3 separate regions of the Triticum aestivum genome follow, and all the other regions are linked to region 2. A link is a contact called in public Hi-C data. All regions are on one chromosome and are shown on one strand. The core of a region is the stretch at or near the end of the contact, and the rest is flanking DNA. Distances in the headings are between cores, read along the strand shown. Region 1 holds the start of LOC123044281 (LRR receptor-like serine/threonine-protein kinase RPK2). Region 2 has its middle 56 kb from the start of LOC123044280. Region 3 holds the start of LOC123044279 (phosphatidylinositol glycan anchor biosynthesis class U protein).

Region 1 (4,069 bases), core at 969-3,468, 200 kb before region 2:
TGCGCGCATCGGTCGGGGTAGGCAGCGACGTAGCCACGTTCGGACACGGCCGTGGCGGCAGACGGGCGGTAGATCGAACGGGCGCGTGCGTGCGAGAGGTTGGCGCGGGAGGCGACGGTGAGGAAGCACCGGCCGGCGTGGGACGGGGACGAAAGGCAAGGAAACGGAAAGCCGACGGATCCGCTTTGCGACTGGCTTTGGCAAGTTTTGCGGCTGGCTACACAAGTACATGCACGCGGTGTTTCACGGATATTTTTAAATTTCACGAACATTTGTGAAGCCTGTGAACATTTTAAAATCCGCAAAACTTTTTCAAATGCATGAAGATTGTTTGAAACCATGGATATTTTCACAATTCACAGACAGTTTATAAAAAGGCGTGTATTTTTAATTCACAACATTTTATGAAATCCCAAGGTTCTTTAAAACACGTAAATTTCTTCTCTAATCTCTAATGCTACTTCTGTATCAAAATATAAGACGTTTTAAATTAAACTACAAAGACGTCTTACATTTTGGTCCGGAAGGAGTACTACCTAAATACTCCGTAAATTAATATAAGATTTTTTAATCACTAAATAAGATATTTTTTAGTTACTAATTAGTGACCTGTAAAGAGTTTTATATTAGTTTATTATATACTACTTGAACAAGACATAAGGTTTTCTTTCCTGCCAAAATATTTCATTCAACCTTACGTACGTCCTTCCTTGCTTTCTTATTTTGATTTTCTCCTCCTATCTCGTTTTCTCCCACCGATTTTTCTTAAAAACCCTTTAACTTTGATAAGATAATATGTGATTAGAAAATAAAATACTAAAATTAGTTAGGTAAATCACGAGCATGATTTGACAAATATTTATTAATATGCTAGCCAGCGATTTTCTATCCATATTGATATGATTATGTATACATATGTGTGTGTATATAGACACACACACTAAGAACTGTGAAACATATGTCTATCACTAAGGCTGGTCATAGTGGGGAGTAATTTAGACTAGTAACATGCATATGTTAGTAGTCTATGTTACTACCTCTATAATGGGTAGTAACATATGTGTAGTGTCATGCATCACCTTATTTATTATTTTGTAGACTCATTGCATTGGGAACCGCTATGTGATGGTAACATATTATGTTACTCTATTTGCCTCTCTCTTCATTAATTATCTGACACATCATCTTTTTTGCTTATGTGGCATGTATATTACTACCTAAGTTACCCCCACTATGGCTAGCCTAAGAACCGTGAACGAGTTTTCCCGTAGCAATGATTGGTGATAGCACTTAAAACAACGGACTCCCTAGTTTGTCTATATCATTCTCCGAGGCATTAAGACCCTATCAATGGGTCACCACATGTCTTCACTAATACTAATAAATATCTCATGTCTTCTTATTCTCTCTCATATGCTTTTCGTCTTGGTGGCTACCACACCCACTATACTACATGCCGGCATGGACACATCCAAGTATCATTGTCGATAATGCACAACTTTGCCACTTCGCCTGTGCACCCCTCTATACCACGGGGCCACGACGCCCCCCTACACACCAACACACACAAGCCATTGTTGTTGGCAATCCCTTTTAGCCTCCTCACATGATATTCAGTCACCATTTTCTTTTTTCAAAAATGCCTTGAATATTGATTCTCAAATTCATGATATTGTGACCCTAAAAAACTACTCCCTCCGTTCCAAAATAGATGACCCAACTTTGTACTAAGTTAGTACAAAGTTGGGTCATCTATTTTGGAACGGAGGGAGTATGTGTTTTGCGAGGTCCGAATAAATCATGTTAATGTGGAGTAACTGGGAACCCACTGTTTGTTTACACTAACTGAAAACTCACTTAGCCCAAAATAACAAGCAATTATTTTTTTGACAGGAATAAGTCTCACTATTAATCCCCTAAAAGAAAGTCTCATTAAACAAACGGCAATGCTACACGTACAAACGATTTACAGGCTTTTACAGGATGATTAACCTTGATTGATCAATAGGTGAGCGGGGCAGCCCACGCCCCTGAAAATCAAGAGGGAAAAGGTTTGTGATTGGTTGTTAGATGAAAGGAGCGTGTAAAAGCATGTAAGTCTTTGTATGTCTAGCATTTTTGTTAAACAAAAGCCCGGGGCCAAGCAGCCAAAATGGGTAACCAGAGTCAATGGGACAGCCAACCAGGGTCTCCCTCCCTGGCAAGTGCCAACCACACTCGCCCCACACGGTCGCACCGTGCTAGTGCCAGTGCTACTGTGCGGCTGCGCCCAGCTCGCCCACATGCCCCGAGCTTCCAACCCAAGCAAACCCCACGCCACCCCCACCACCCGACGGCTCGCGACGCGGAGCTCCGCCCCAGCCGAGGTCCCCGCCGCCGTGCTCCCGCACCGGGTCCCGGGCCTCCCCCACTGTCTCACTCCATTGCGACGGCGGCACCCGCCGCCGCCGCGTCCCATGGCCACCATGCTTTCCCAAACCCTACACATGCTGCTGCTGCTGCTCGTCACGGCCGTTCGCGCGTCTGGCGGCGGCGGCGGCGAGCGGGGGTCCCTGCTCAGGTTCAAGGCGGCCGTGACCGCCGACCCGGGCGGGCTCCTCCGCGACTGGTCCCCGGCGTCGGCCGACCACTGCCTCTGGCCGGGCGTGTCCTGCGGCGCGTCCGGCGAGGTCGTGGCGCTCAACGTCTCCTCCTCCCCCGGCCGCCGCCTGGCGGGCGCGCTCTCCCCGTCCGTCGCGGCGCTGCGCGGCCTCCGCGTGCTCGCGCTCCCCTCCCACGCGCTCTCGGGCTCGCTCCCCGCCGCGATCTGGTCGCTGCGCCGCCTCCTCGTGCTCGACCTCTCCGGCAACCGCCTCCAGGGCGAGATCCCGCCGTCGCTCGCCTGCGCCGCGCTGCAGACGCTGGACCTCGCCTACAACCAGCTCAACGGCTCCGTGCCCGCCGCGCTCGGCTCGCTCTTGGTGCTGCGGCGCCTCTCGCTTGCATCCAACCGCCTGGGCGGCGCCATCCCGGACGAACTGGGCGGTGCCGGCTGCCGCAGCCTGCAGTTCCTCGATCTCTCCGGGAACCTCCTCGTCGGCGGCATCCCCCGGAGCTTGGGGAACTGCAGCAAGCTGGAGGCGCTCTTGCTCTCCTCCAACCTGCTGGATGACGTCATCCCGCCGGAGATCGGACGCCTCAGCAATTTGCGTGCTTTGGATGTGTCGAGGAACAGTCTGAGCGGCCCTGTGCCAGCGGAGCTCGGTGGTTGTGTTGAAATTTCAGTGCTAGTGCTGTCCAACCCTTATGCGCTGGTTGGTGGTTTGAATGCATCGGATGGTGAGGATGTTGAGGACTTCAACTATTTCGAGGGAGGGATTCCGGATGTTGTTGCTGCGTTGCCGAAGCTGAGGGTGTTATGGGCGCCAAGGGCTACGCTGGAGGGGGAGTTGCCGGGGAACTGGACTTCTTGCCATAGCTTGGAGATGATGAACTTGGGAGAGAATCTAATCTCTGGTGGAATTCCTAAAGGGCTGTTGGACTGCAAGCATCTTAAGTTCCTGAATTTGAGCTCGAACAAGTTAACAGGTTCAGTTGACGCATCACTTCCTGTGCCCTGCATGGATGTGTTTGATGTCAGCGGAAACCGACTGTCTGGCTCGATTCCAGTGTTTCTCTCAAAGGATTGCCCTTCATCTCAGCTCCCATTTGATGACCTGGTGTCAGAATACTCTTCCTTCTTTGCATATCAGGCGATGGCAGGCTTCTTTTCATCGTCAGCAGTCATGGCTATGGATTTGACGAGTTGCCATAGTTTTGCCCAGAACAATTTTACTGGAACAGTGACATCCTTGCCGATTGCTGCCGAGAAGCTGGGAATGCAGGGGTCCTATGCTTTCCTTGCTGATGGGAATAATCTTGTTGGTGAGTTGCAACCTGGCCTATTCAGTAAGTGCAACAGTTCAAGGGGTTTCATGGTGGACGTTAGCAACAACCTGATAACAGGAGGTATTCCTATAGAGATTGGATCATTGTGCAGTTCTCTTGTTGTTCTTGGTGCTGCTGGTAACCGCCTTTCTGGTTTGATACC
Region 2 (4,241 bases), core at 489-2,988:
TAGATCATAGGCTGATCGGACGTCTGGGGCCTAGTCTGGGACATTTGGGCGAGCCTAGAAAGGTATGTTATCTTAGTATCCATCCGGGCAAAGGCCGTATTATCCGGGGAGATGCCTGGACAATCCACATTAAGAGAAAACCTTCTGTTGCTCCAGGTGGTCTAGTCGGACGAGTCCGAGACGCAGTCCGTACGATTCAGGCAAAGCTTAGATGATCCAGGTAGCAACCTGGACGATCCGACTGTTGAGCTGAGGATGGTCATTTTGGTGGTAGGATTTGGCTTAGACACTTTTGGGGCTGTGTATGTGTAGGTTGTGCATGGAAAGATATTGACTTGAGCAAATCTTCAACGAACCCCTTTGAGCCCCTCTTAATAGTGCATGATCCCTATAACTCAAGATACAGAAGAAGGTGTGCTTCTTTTTGAGTCATATATATCCTGGTAGGTCCATGATCCCTACACAATGATGCCAAAGGGACTAATATCATTAACATCAAAACAAGATTAAGGGTATGATTACACTCTCAATGGGATCTGGTGATTGTGGAGGCGTTTGTTTCATGTTTCTTCAGCCAACCGAGGAGGGCAAGGTGCACTTGTTTCCATCCTCCTAGAGTCCATCATCGTGTCGGAGATTGGGTGCTGATGTCTAATCCAAAGCACATGTTGCTGCTCTATCACACACTTCTTTTGAGCGGTGTTTTGTAGCATCTCTGGTTGCTCCGATGCTGACTGTTTTGGCCGAATGGCAACTGTTTTCCTCCCGGCCAATATACCGAAAGGAAGGCCATGTGTGGTTGTGACTCAACGTTTGTTTCTTCTTCGTGTGGCTTATGTTGGCGACGGACCGACGGCGAGCCCCCAATCCAAATGGTTATGTCCTTGGCGATGGCGAGCTCCATAAGGTGTGAGAACCATGTTGATGACTTCGAGTTTTTTTTTTGGCAAAGTATTTGGACCGAGTTGGAATTTTGCAACTGCAATGCAATATCTATAAGACTGTTCGGGTCCTTCGTGATCCGTCTCTTGTTAAACAAGCACATTTTGGAGCAAAGCAAGAATAACTCTTATCTCATGATAATTTTATTGATGTATGTTGAAAAATGGAAGATTTTTATGTTCCAATAGTATATACTATATCAAGTTTAGCATGAACCAGCACGACGTTATCCGAAAATCCACGAATTTGTGCGTGAACCATTCATGCCACAGACAAGAGCCCCACGGTACCAGGTAGTATTTCCTACGGCACCAATCGAGTGCATTAACATACTGCGTTAAAAGAAACACGGCGCCAATCCAGTAACCTCGTTCGTTTCTCCCAGCTCGAAGCCGCCAAGCCGAGCCACACCCAGATCAAAAAGCATCCCCGAGCCGGCTCGCGTCGGCTCGGCTGGAGGCCCCACGCGATGAGGGTAGCTCTCCGCGACCCTGTAGGGGCACCCAGCAGGCAGCAACTGGCACCCAACAAACAGCCGCTGCAACTTGCCGCGCCCCGCGGGTCCCACCCCCGAGGGCCTACGCCACAGCGACACGTCGCCCCCCGCGCATCCGTCCGCTTTTAAAGCCCGCGGGCGGGCGGGCGGTACGGGTACGTGTGCGTGAGGCCGCCGCATCGCGCGCCACGTGCGGCCTCCCTCCTCCCCCGTGGGTCCCACGACAGCTCACCGCCCCACACGCAGGCCAGCTTTGCCGTCGCGCCCCTCCCTTTTCGTTCCTCGAGACCCGTCCGCGGCCAGTGACACGCGGGGCCACGCGGATCCCGGGCCCGGCGGTTGGCGCCACGCATGCGGTACGAGGCCTGTGGGTGATTCTGCGGTGAGGTAAGCGCGCAGGTGGGGTGTTGTCGCGGGGTCTGCGGTGGGCGGACACGTCACCCCCGGGTGGGGGCGACGGCGACGTACCGGCGCGGAGATCCACGTGTCGGGGGAAAGGCCCGGAGGGGGCGAACGGACGGCGGAGATGGGCGCCTGCCTGTCCTCCTTGGTGGGGCCAACCGCCCACAAGTGGATGGCGGATAGCGTTTGCTTGTGGTCTTCCGGTGGGAGGGTCAGGGATCCTCTGCGGCCAGCCGGCTGTGTGTATGGCGGGAAGAGTTGCCTGGGTGGGCGACAGACAGATAGTCGTATGAGGTCCCGTCCTCCATGTGTAAACCTCTGGGTTCTCTGTAGTTATCTCTTTCCTGGATTCCATCTGTGTAGCTCAACACGTACTTGTTTGTAATCATGCTACTGGAACAGCTCAACACGTACTTGACAGTTAAATGAGCTCAGTCAATTTTTCCGGTGTTCTTTATGTTCTTCAGCTTGACTAATGTACATTCGGCATCAGTCGATGCCGCGCAGGTATACAGATGATTTCGAATACACTGTCCCTGCAGTGCTGCAATAACAAGGTGAAAATGCAGACAGTACTGAACAGACACACGCTCATCTCTACAACAGTATACAGATGATCTCAACCGTAATAAGGACGCTTAGCTCAAGCAGCTAGGCAGAAAGTATAGCCAGCCAAGATGTGTCTCTGAAGAACAGTCTAAAGCATCCGTGCTCACAAATGATCCGTCGAAACCCGGCACGCAGCCATCAGAGCTGACCAGCGACTAGCCAATAATTGCCGGACCTCGACGGAGAGCCACAGCCACACGCGGCTCGTTCGCAGGGGATCCGGCAAATCCGCGAGGCGGGGAGCAGGATCTTGGGGATATCGATTTTGTACGATGTTCGCCACAGAAAAAAGGTGAAAGGAAGAAGAAAAAAACGGCGATCGGACGCTGTCAGATTCAAACCCTAATAATCTACTCCGCGTCCTCCCGTCTCCGCTCGTTGCACGGCGCCAAGTTGCGTTCGACCTTGCGCTTTCAAAGTAGTGGTTAGGCTGCTGATATTATTGTTAGCAGCAGTAGTACATGCTAATGCTGATGCCTTTTTTAAGAATGCAGTAAGTGCTAATCTCTGAACAAAGATTCGGCTTAGCTAGTGCGAAGTTTTCTTGCCAACTCTAACAATATTTAATATCGCCAAGTCTACTTCACAATTCTGACTACTCTCTCGGGTTTTATAAGAACTGCTTATACACCAAACGCCAAACAAACAAACAAAATTGATGACACATGTTTTTTTCTTTATGGTAATACGTGTCTCATTCATATCATAAATATTAAAGTATAAGTCACGTAAAGACCGACATGACAAAAGTAGTTAAAACTGAAAAGCGACTCGTACCCGTTTTGGGTTTAGGTTCCTAGGCGATTAACCTGGCCACTCGGCTTCGTCAACTCCTCACCTACTCCCTCCGTTCGAAATTACTTGTCTCGGAAATGGATGTATCTAGAACTAAAATACGTCTAGATACATCCATTTCCACGACAAGTAATTCCGAACGGAGGGAGTAGATCGGATCGCCTACTTCGTCTGGTTCCATCTAGGAGAGTTCAAGCATCAAGAAGGAGACCGGCCCTGGTCGTGGTTCACGTGAACAAGGCAACATTGGAATATGGCGAGTGGAAATTCAGCAACCTCGGATGTTGGCGGTGGGGCTGGCAAGAGTCGAGTTGTTCTTGGCGATGGCTCGCAGGGCGTGTTAGGGGAAGGAAGGAAGGAGGAAGAGGATAGGTCTTCAGCTCAGGTTGGTGTTACAACTCAAGCCGGGGACCTGGGGGGAAAGTTCAAATACCTAAACATTCGCGAGGATGAAGAGGAGGACGTCGTTCTAGAGGAAGATCTCGAAGAGCTGGAGAAGGACGCGGAATTTATGGCACTGGCCAGGATTCATACCAAATGTATCTTCAGCCATGGTGCCTTCTTTGGTGCCATGCGATCTGCGTGGAACCTTGCACAAGAAGTGAAATTTAGGGCTATCAAAGACAACCTTTTCTCGGCGCAACTGAATTATTTCGCAGACAGCGAGCGTGTGATGCGCGATAGTCCGTGGTTATTTTGTAATTGTCCAGTGTTGTTGGCTAGTTATGATGGTTGGTCTGAACCGGAAAACACGGATTTGTTCACATATCGGGCATGGGTAAGAGTCATGGATTAAAGGAAAAAATGCGCACAAGGAGCATCGCATCGCAGCTGGCCAAGAAAGCTAGTGTGGTGGAATTTGTGGATGAGCCGTCAGTGAAAGGTCAGGGAGGCGGGATCCATGTGCGAGTCACATTGGATGTACGTAAACCTCTGACGCGATGTGCCAGTCTAACCTTGAGGAAGAAGAAGGTTTATTTGATTTTGAGTATGAAAA
Region 3 (3,980 bases), core at 763-3,262, 160 kb after region 2:
CAGTATCCTTCTGCCACTGCAACATACACAGGAGGCAAACGAGAATGCCGACATCACAAAAGGGATGGGGTTTGCAGGGGAAGGACTGAGAGCAAGGAGGTGTGCTTACGGCGGCGGAGGGACGTGAGGGGGGTGGAGACCTCCGGGCGGGAGGCAAGGTGGAGGTCTCCGCCGAAGAGCACCAGAACGAGGCGGAACCCGACGGCCGCGACAGCCATCGACCAGTAGTGTCGGATCGCCATTGCCGCTGATCAGTGGCGGATCTAGGATTTGCAAATATGACATGTTAACATACTAATTATAATTTACCAATAGCACTATCATAATCCACCTGATTGGACACAGCAAATTCTGTGTTAAATCATAATTCACCTGATTGGACACAGCGAAAATTTGCATTCTACTCCCTCCGTTCCCAAATACTTGTCTTTCTAGGCATTTCAAATGGACTCAACATGCGGATGTATGTAGACATATTTTAAAGTGTAGATTCACTCATTTTGCACCGTATGTAGTCACTTGTTGAAATCTCTAGAAAGACAAATATTTAGGAATAGAGGGAGTAGTAGTTTTCTTCACTGGTACGTTAAATAAGGAGTTTCGTTTCGTACTTACACAATTTAAAACGATTGTTATGGAGAGAATAAGAAAACCACTCCACTATATATTAGTCGTATACACGAGTACTATATGGACGCAGCTTCATTGACTTAGTGCACCTGCCTTTGGGCGTCCGGCAGCCGCCCATTCCGCACTCGGCAGCAGTCCTGCCCTGCGGCCGGCGGTGTGCAGTTGCAGGGGCCAGCCGATTTGAGGTACCTTTTCTCCATTCCCCATGTTTTGGTTAGTCTCATTACGAATTTAAGGTTTATATTCATGGATTATCAGGTGGATTATGACAGTGCTATCTGCCACGTACATTAACACATACACATAACTTTGCACATAATTTCTTGTGTCCAATTATGTCATCATGATTGATACTTTTTTTTGAGGGAATCATAATTGATACTAGAATGTAATTCTAGCCCTTGTAGTTATTGTGGCCATATAGGCACACAAAACAGCAACCAAACCAGCAGCTTGCACTATCAGCGAATCTCGGGTCTTGCCGTTGTCATCCATCTATATAAATTCAGCACATATTTATAAATTAATAAAGGCATGGGAACTGATAATATTGACATTATTTGCATCATCAAAACAAAATAAATACATGAACACATTGTTCAGGAAGTTAACTCACATAGATCTATGATAATCAAAAAAATTAGCTCACAAATATATGCACTTTTCTTTCCTACCTACTGATTCCTTCTAATTTCCACAAGTTAGCTCACACAGATCCATGATAATCAAAAAAATTACTAGCCCAATAGCTCACATAGATGCATGCTAATCACACAGATCTAGGAGAGGAGGTTCAGGACACGGCCTGTACATGCTAATCCCATGCATGTGCATCCCGGTAGTGGGTTGCATCTGCGTGGAGGGCAGGGGTGAACGCGTGAGCACGCGCATGTGTGCGTGTGGGTGCCGTGCCTGTACATGAGCGAGGGGAGCAGCTCCCATGGCCACGGCGGCCATGGCTGGGAGCTCGGCTCCGACCTAAACACGCCCGCGCCGGCCACGGCGGCCATGGCCGGGAGCTCGGCTCCGGCCAAAACGCGTGCAGGGAACGGCAGCACTCCGCCTAGCCGCCTGCTCACATCCGCATCGGTAGAAGCAGCAGCGCAAGGGCAGAGAGAGATGAGAGGGATCCGAGAGGGATGGGGACAGATGGAAGAGGGATGGGAGGAGGAGAGTCCAACCTCTGCGCGGAGAGGATGCGCGCCGGCGAGTGCCCACGAGGCGACGGGGCGGCGAGATCCGTTCGCAGGAGAGAGGAGAGGGGTGGGGAGAGCGGCGCGAATGCGGGTGTGAATCGATAGGGAGAGAAACCCTAGCCCTCTTCGCTCGCGTGGGTGCAGGCGCGGATGCAAACTCGCGGAAACGGCCGAAACTTGCGTGCGAGCTCAGCCTGGCTGGGGGGCCTATTTTGCATCAGTCGGGCCTGGCCCAAAACGACGCACAGCCTACCAAACGTTGCGAAAATTGCACGGTGAGTGCAATGCAGGTGCGAGGCAAGAAACCAAACACGCCCTTAGTAAACGAGCCAGCCCGTGGCACGTTTTAGCACGTTGGGTCGTGTGATTTTTAGCTTTTAAGGTCATACTAGTAAAAGGGCCCGTGTGTTGCAACAGAAAGAAAAATTATAATCTTCAATGGTCATGACCACATTTTGCTGCATCACCGAGATATCACTCTAAATTTCGTTAAATCATGAACAATTTTTACATCATAAAGATTTTTTAAAACTAATGAACATATTTGAAATCATGAACATTTTTCAAATTCGTGAACACATTTACAAATTTTCAAAAAAATCTAAAATCAAGACCATTTTTGAATTCATGAATATTTAATACTATTTACAAATATATTTTTATAATTGTGAAATTTTTAAAAACAATTTTCTTGAATCGGCGAACATTTCTAGAATTGACGAACCGTTTTTTGGAAATTGGTGGAACGTTTTTGTAATTCATGAATTATTATTTTTTGAATTAACGAACATTTTTTGAAATGCATGATCCTTTTTCTAATCAGCAAACACTTCATGAAAGTATAATCTATTTTGTAAGTCACGAACAACTTTTGAATTTTTAGGATACTTTTCCATTCATGAACATTTTTTGAATTGGCGAAATTTTGTTCAATTTCATTAATATTTTTTCATACATGAACTTTACAAAAATCATGAACATCTTTTGATTCTCGAACATTTGTTTTCTAAATTTTGAACATTTTTCAAATAAGCAAATATTTTTTTCAATCCACAAGTTTTTTATGATTTATTAAACATTTTATTTTTAAATTCCCATTTTTAAAAAATCAGATTTTTTTTTCAAATACCAAATTATTTAAAGTAGAAACATACGAAAACAGAAAAGAAAAAGGAAAAAAAATGAAAAAAGGCCGCCCGGACATGGGGCGGCCCAAACGGACGTGTTGCGTCTTCTCCCAACACGCAGAGCGCAGTATAGGAGATCCCTACTACATGGGCCGGCACAGATGAGGGATTCTCCTGTGTAAAATGTTTTTTGTCACTTATAGATGGCATTGGTGGGTAATATTTTGTAACTTTGGGGGGCAATTTTCATGACGTACCGCCAGAAGCAATAACCCTTTTATTATTCGGTATAGATATGTGGGCCCCTGTTGCCAGCCTCTATGCCCCCCAGGGCACTGGCCAGTGCATCTCGTGTGCTGGGCACAACCCGTTTAGCCCGTGTCGTGTCTTGTGCTGGGCACAACCCGTTTAGCCCGTGTCATGTCGTGCATGCGTGCTACTGGGCCGACCCAGTTGGCACGGTCCTTTGTCCAGCTCTCTGTGTGGGAGGCTGAAAGATCGTGGATGTCGCCTAGAGGGGGGTGAATAGGTGTTTTAAAATAATTACGTTTTAGGCTTGAACAAATGCGGAATAAACCTAGCGGTTAATTTGTCAAGCATAAAATCTACAATAACTAGGCTCACCTATGTGCACCAACAATTTATGCTAAGCAAGATAAGAAACTATGTGATAGCAAGATATATGACAGAGAACAATATGGCTATCACAAAGTAAAGTGCATAAGTAAAGAGCTCGAGTAAGAGATAACCGAGGCACGTGGAGACGACGATGTATCCCGAAGTTCACACCCTTGTGGATGCTAATCTTCGTTTGGAGCGGTGTGGAGGCACAATGCTCCCCAAGAAGCCACTAGGGCCACTGTAATCTCCTCACACCCTCGCACAATGCAAGATGCCGTGATTCCACTAAGGGACCCTTGAGGGCGGTCACCGAACCCGTACAAATGGCAACCCTTGAGGGCGGTCACCGAACCCGTACACTTTGGCAACCCTTGGGGGCGGTCACCGGTACCCGTCAAATTGCTCG

The links. Hi-C and Micro-C count contacts between places; a contact is called where the count stands out from the background.
Region 1: a contact with region 2 is called in a Hi-C map of leaf, with 3 times the contacts expected there. The contact joins the promoter of LOC123044281 here to the enhancer-like site in region 2. A contact is called at or near these places in 2 of 5 Hi-C or Micro-C datasets (both in leaf).
Region 3: a contact with region 2 is called in a Hi-C map of leaf, with 2.5 times the contacts expected there. The contact joins the promoter of LOC123044279 here to the enhancer-like site in region 2. A contact is called at or near these places in 2 of 5 Hi-C or Micro-C datasets (both in leaf) and 1 of 1 datasets of contacts at active chromatin or transcription factors (leaf).

What each region holds. Positions count from the first base shown.
Region 1 is chr2B:190,777,403-190,781,471 of IWGSC CS RefSeq v2.1, reverse strand. LOC123044281 (LRR receptor-like serine/threonine-protein kinase RPK2) reads left to right here and starts at 2,218. Exons shown (of 1, transcript XM_044466986.1): 1 at 2,218-4,069. The coding sequence starts at 2,283.
Region 2 is chr2B:190,579,213-190,583,453 of IWGSC CS RefSeq v2.1, reverse strand. No RefSeq gene overlaps it. Among protein-coding and RNA genes, the nearest start is that of LOC123044280, 56 kb to the left of the region's middle. Within about 2 kb of position 1,738, at least 8 of the 8 cell types and tissues checked have an H3K27ac peak or open chromatin away from gene starts, as enhancers often do. A contact at or near this core is called in leaf, where this site is marked.
Region 3 is chr2B:190,421,801-190,425,780 of IWGSC CS RefSeq v2.1, reverse strand. LOC123044279 (phosphatidylinositol glycan anchor biosynthesis class U protein) reads right to left here and starts at 2,012. Exons shown (of 15, transcript XM_044466983.1): 1 at 1,812-2,012; 2 at 110-263; 3 at 1-16. The coding sequence starts at 242.